Linked DNA regions of Sus scrofa: region 1 is linked to region 2. A link is a contact called in public Hi-C data. All regions are on one chromosome and are shown on one strand. The core of a region is the stretch at or near the end of the contact, and the rest is flanking DNA. Distances in the headings are between cores, read along the strand shown.

Region 1 (2,700 bases), core at 134-2,633, 170 kb after region 2:
TGATGGCAGAGGGAAAGGGGGGCTTAATACGATATAATGATTCCGGCTCTGTGGTTAGACCTGATTAATGCCCGGGTTCCCAACAGCCCCAGTCCTGCAATGAGTCCTACATGCCCCGAGGGAGCCTTCCCTATGAATTTGCCCCCGTGCAAGACCGTGGGGAGTGCAACTTATCTTCTTGCGAGCATTGCTGAGGCAAAGGTGGCGGGTTCTTCTCCCAAATCCCAGGCAGTGCCCGGGGACCACCTGCCTTCCACCTCCCAGGTCCCACCCCCACCCTTTGCCTTCAGCTGCAGCGACTCACTCGCACCACGGGAGACACTGGATCACTCGAGTTTTCACTCATTTCATCGTGGCAACAATACCCGCCCGGGTAGAGGAGGCGGGAGAGGGTAAATGGGAAAGATCAGTGGGAAGAAAAGAAAATAGTTGCGTTAATATTAATTACTTTTTAAAGTATGCCCACCCCCCCAAGAAAAAAAGAAAACAAGTTCCCGGATTCCGCTAGCTCTCACGTGGAACAGACCATGTTTCCCCAGTTTGGATCGTTTAGGGCGGGGTCGTTAGTTGGCTTCCCCAAGGGGCAGGGGGTGGACCCCAGATAGCTGGGGTGGGTGACGGGGAAGTCCCCTCCCTGTCCCCGCGGAGACCGGGACTCACTGACCGACTCTCGGGCGGGGTTCGGGCCCTCTAGCCGCAGCCTGCGGGCGGAGCGGTGGCGGCGGCGGCGGAAGAGAAGGCGGCGGCGGGGGCGCTGCTCGCAGCACGGGCAGGAGCCATGTCAAGAGAAAACCACCAGCCAACTGAGCCCCTCCATCCCCGCTGCAGTGCGCACTGTGACCGGGCCGCCCGCGCTGCTGCCGCCGCTCAGCCCCGACCTGGGCCCCATAGTCTGGCTCGGCGCCCCGGGCGGCGGCGAAGGGGGAAGGACGCGGGGACGGCGGAGACGACGAGAGAAAGAGAGGAGCAGGAAGAGGAATGAGGAGGAAGAGGGGGGGGTCGGAGTTGTACTGGCGGCGGGGGGGAGGGGAAAAAGGGAGGGGAGCCCTGCGCTAAGGGGGTCTGTCAGCGAAGTAAACCCCCCCAAATAAAGTTATTGCAGTTCCAGCATCTGCTCTGGAGTCTTTCTTCTCCCCAAGGGTCGCGTCCCGTCTCTCAGGAAATAAGGTCGAGGAAACCCGGAGGGGGGAAAAGCCGAAGCGAAGGGTGGGCGTCCGCGGTGACCCAGCCTCGATCCCCCCCACCGGTGGCTGCGGAAGCGGCGGCAGCGACCTCGGGCGCCTCCCGGATCCGGGGCAGAATCGCGTTTGAGCAGGGACGCGAGAACAAACAACTTAAAATGGCAGCGACGGCCGCTGCGTCACCCGCCCCTCACCGGCACCGCCCAGAACTCTCTGCGGCGGCGCACCCCCGCGGGCCGCCTCCATCTGCGCAGAAGTGAAGGGGGAGAAAAGACTGGTGGGAGTAGGAAGCTTTGTGTGGTTATCAAGGAAGAAGGAAAGAAGAGCAGGAGAAGGTGTGAGCAAGCTTTTAAAAGGGTGACTCTTTGAAATTAAACTTTTTAGGTAATATTCCCGCCTCAAAGGGGAGTTTGAGGATGAAGACTCCCCTCTTGCCCAGTAGGGAGTTTCCATAGGGCGTGGAAAGGAACTACCCATTCTCCCTCCGCCCCCTCTGTCAGGAGGGCCCAGTCTCCGGAGTTGGCCACTCGCCACCCTCCCACCGCCGTCGTCATAAAGCCACGCCCTTATGCCCTCCCCGACCAGGCACCCGGATGGGCTCTCTCTTCCCGGGTCTCCGCCTTGGAGACTCCGGCTGGGCGCGGGAGGACGGGGCGGAGCCGGTGGGCGGAGAGTCTGCGAAGGTGGGGCGGGGTGAAGGAGGAAAAGAAAGTGTGTATTGGACGAGTAGGCGGAGATTCTCCTTTTTCCTCGTAGTGGCTTTATTTCTAACCCACTGATTGGTAGTCCTTTTGGGGGGGGGGTCGGCCCCGCGGTATCCTGCTACTGAGAGTTAATCTCCAATACTTGGAATCTAAACAGCGTGCACAGAAGGTGGCTCATGCTTTCTGCTGCACGCTGGCTCCGTCGCACAAGGCTCTGTCCCCCACCTCGCCACGTGCGCAGGGAGAGAGGGCGTTAAAAGGTCGAAGACGCCGTTGGAGCGTTGCTGCCGTGCCTTAGGAGAGAAACGGCTGACCTGCCTCGTGGAGCATTTTAAACCTACTTTATACAACACAATTTCTATGGTGATCCCTCAGGACCCTAGACTTAGGGCTTGTCCCTTACGTGGTTTTCTGTCTTCCTCAAAATATGAAGAGAGGGGACTGGGAGACGGACTCACACATCTCTGATCACACGTCTTTGGCACCAAGGGGCACTGAGTCCCAATTTTCAGAGCTCCAACGTGCCTATAAAAACTCAGTTAAATAATCAGAAAAAAAAAAAAAGTAATCAGCTAAGGTCAACCTTCAACAAAAGCAAAACCTACATAATCCTTTATGACCTACTCTCTGATGAAATTTTAGAACTCTCTTGATTGTCCATATTACTGCCCTTCACTTGGTAAAATCAAAATAGATTGCCTATAATGATATTTTTTTCACCTATGAGCCAAAATAATAATTTGACCCTTAGAATAAATTGTTCACAACTTAAGGGTGAGATTCCTGAGGTTTCCAAATGATTATTAACCTTGAAA
Region 2 (2,700 bases), core at 197-2,696:
TTTAATCTTACTACTTGTTTGACCTAGAGCAGCCAGCAAGGCTTTGAACTTTGTGCTGAATTTAATGTAGCTACTGTACTGAGCATTATACATTATCTCACAGCATACCTATGGGGTGGGTATTGTTGCTTTCTACAAAAGAGAGGGCCAAGGTTAAATAACTTGGGGAAGTGAAACTGACAGTATTAATGTCCTGAAATGGGCCTAAACCCAGATTGGAACTTGAACCCATGTGCCTGGACTTAAACCTGGCCTAAACCCAGATTGGAACTTGAACCCATGTGCCTGGACTTAAACCTGGCTTAAACCCAGATTGGGACTTGAACCCACAGTTTTGTATTAGAATCACTCACCCTGTGTCTGGACTCACTTAGGTTCAGATTCTTCATGTCTCCACACAGAAGGAATTCAGCGAGAGACAAAGTGATAGGTAAGAAATAGACTTATTGAGTGCTTGTGAGAAATGCAAGCAGGCAGGCAAGGAAGCTCTGCCTGGAGGATCTGGTGGGCTACAGTTTTATCACCCCAGGGGAGTGGGGATTGGAAACGCCCACCTCTTCCTTTCTGGGAGTGGTAGCTCCTCCTCAGTATCTGGTAAGGTGTGTATTCAAATCCGCAGAAGGGTGGTCCTCAGACTCTTGCCCTTGGTCTGAATATGAAAGCAGGCCTAAGCTCACCCCCCACCCAAAGACCTGAGGCAATTCTCAGGGCTCCACTAGTGAAGCAAACCTCCCTTGTTCTGATGGTTTTTTGAGCAATTTATTTACTTACAGCAGTCTCCCAAGGTCCCCTAAGTTTCCTTCCTTAACTCCCGTCTTTTATTGGGACTTCTAAAAATACCCGTGCCTACTCCATTCCTATCAGCAGATCACAGCTTGTCAACAACAGATTCTGAATTGGGATCCAAATCTGTTTCCAAAGACGCTTGCACCAAGGGCACCCCTGCTCCCAATTAATGGAGCTTATTCGCTTAGACACACATCCAGAAATGCATCCTGGCAGTAGAAAGCTGGACCCCACTGCATCTCTTGGGCGAACTCTCGCTAGGTTTACACCCTAGGTTCACAGGAGCTATGGCAATGAAGAATCGTGCGTGATCACGACTTTAGAAGGTGGGGCAGACACCAGCACATCCACAGACCAAGGACAAATTCCAGCGGCAGGGGTGGGACGGGGTGTGGGTTTGCAGAAATTGTGGGGAGGGGGAACAGCTCTCCTGCAGGGGTTGAGGGGCTAAGGAATAGTTGCAAACGAGAGGAACAAAGGTGACGGCGGTCCCCAGGTGCATCTCCCAGCGAGCCTCCTCATCCCCCCCCCCCCCAAGACTCTTGCCAGGTCGCGCAGAGAGCCAAGCCCCGCGCGGCAGTCAGGATCAAGGTCTAGAGTCTGCGTGTCGGTGCAGCGCAAAGGGCGCGGGGAGAGGGCGCTGCACCGCGTCGCTGCCATTTTCAGCCAGCGTCTGCCGCCAGCCGGGCTCGTCACCGCCGCCGCCCGACCCCTGTGCTCGGGTGCGCGCTCTCGCTTGCGTGCTTCCTGCCGCCGCCGCCGGGACCATGGCGACCTGCTTTCGGTTGCGGGGCTGCCTGACCCTGCACCTCCCCACTGCACCTGCGATCCGCGGCCTCCGCCCCCGCGCCGACTGCCTGGTGGCCACCACGCGGCCCTCGCCAGGCCCGGCCCCGATCCGCCGCTATGCCCGGGGCACAGAGGGCCTTTCCTCGGCACTGCTGCGCACCGACGGCTTCGTGGGTGGCCGCTGGCTCTCGGCCGCCTCCACCTTCCCGGTGTACGACCCGGCCAGCGGCGCCGAGCTGGGCTTGGTGGCCGACTGCGGGGTGTCCGAGGCCCGCGCCGCGGTGCGCGCCGCCTATGAGGCTTTCTGCACCTGGAAGGGGGTCTCGGCCAAGGTGAGTGCTCGCCGGGTCCGCTTTGCCTCCTAGTGAAACTAGCTGTCACCTCCCCCTCCCCACCTCTCCAGGATTCACCTTGGGTAAAGTCAGAGTGACATGACAAGAGATGATCAACACAGAAGTTTGGAGCGTCGGTCGGCTTTGTGCCAAGCACAGTGCCGAGAATTAAGGCACACGGCCCCGCCCTCCAGGGTCCAGTAGGGATGGCAGAACACAAACGTGTAATTACAAGCGAGCAGACTCTATGGTGAACCTGGAGAGAGGCCTGACTGGAGGTGGGGGGCCGGGGTGATGAGGGGGGCGGTGCCAAGGCAGGTGAGAGCACTTGCGACCCTTCTGAGCGCTTGCAGTACCTCTCGGAGCCGCTAGGAGACGATGCAGTGGTCTGCAAGGAGGCTACAGCAGTGGGTGCCCGGGTACAGTGGGTGCCCGGGCTCAAGTCACCAACCTGGCAGCAGAGAGCTGGGGAAAGAATCTGGCTCTGGGCAGGGGAAGGACCAATTCCTGCCCCATTCTCCAGGTTTGGGGCCTGAATAGAGAGATACTCTTAGCTGACAGAGTAGTGGAGAATTGAATGTTGTAAGGGGGAGGGAAGAGTCACAACTATTTAGAGATTTCCTTCCTCCATTTATTATATGACTGACATCTAGAGGCAGCCCAATAAAGTCATTTTCTACCGTAGCCCTTAAGTATCCTCCCTCCGAAGGAAGATACTCATCCAGCAACGAGGTGCACCCAAGTACCCAAGGGCGTCTTAACATGAGTTCATCCATCAGGTATTTTCTGAGCA

What was found. A called contact is a pair of places that touch in the nucleus more often than the background predicts.
Region 1: a Hi-C map of liver shows a contact between it and region 2, with 2.4 times the contacts expected there. The contact joins the promoter of C7H6orf62 here to the promoter of ALDH5A1 in region 2. A contact is called at or near these places in 1 of 5 promoter capture datasets (liver) and 2 of 47 Hi-C or Micro-C datasets (both in liver).

The regions. Positions count from the first base shown.
Region 1 is chr7:19,523,522-19,526,221 of Sscrofa11.1, forward strand. It overlaps C7H6orf62, which reads right to left and starts at 1,384. Exons shown (of 5, transcript XM_001928389.6): 1 at 1-1,384. It also overlaps the pseudogene LOC110261734.
Region 2 is chr7:19,350,039-19,352,738 of Sscrofa11.1, forward strand. It overlaps ALDH5A1 (aldehyde dehydrogenase 5 family member A1), which reads left to right and starts at 1,447. Exons shown (of 10, transcript NM_001244467.1): 1 at 1,447-1,907. The coding sequence starts at 1,554. The region is part of intron 1 of GPLD1 (phosphatidylinositol-glycan-specific phospholipase D); the gene reads right to left.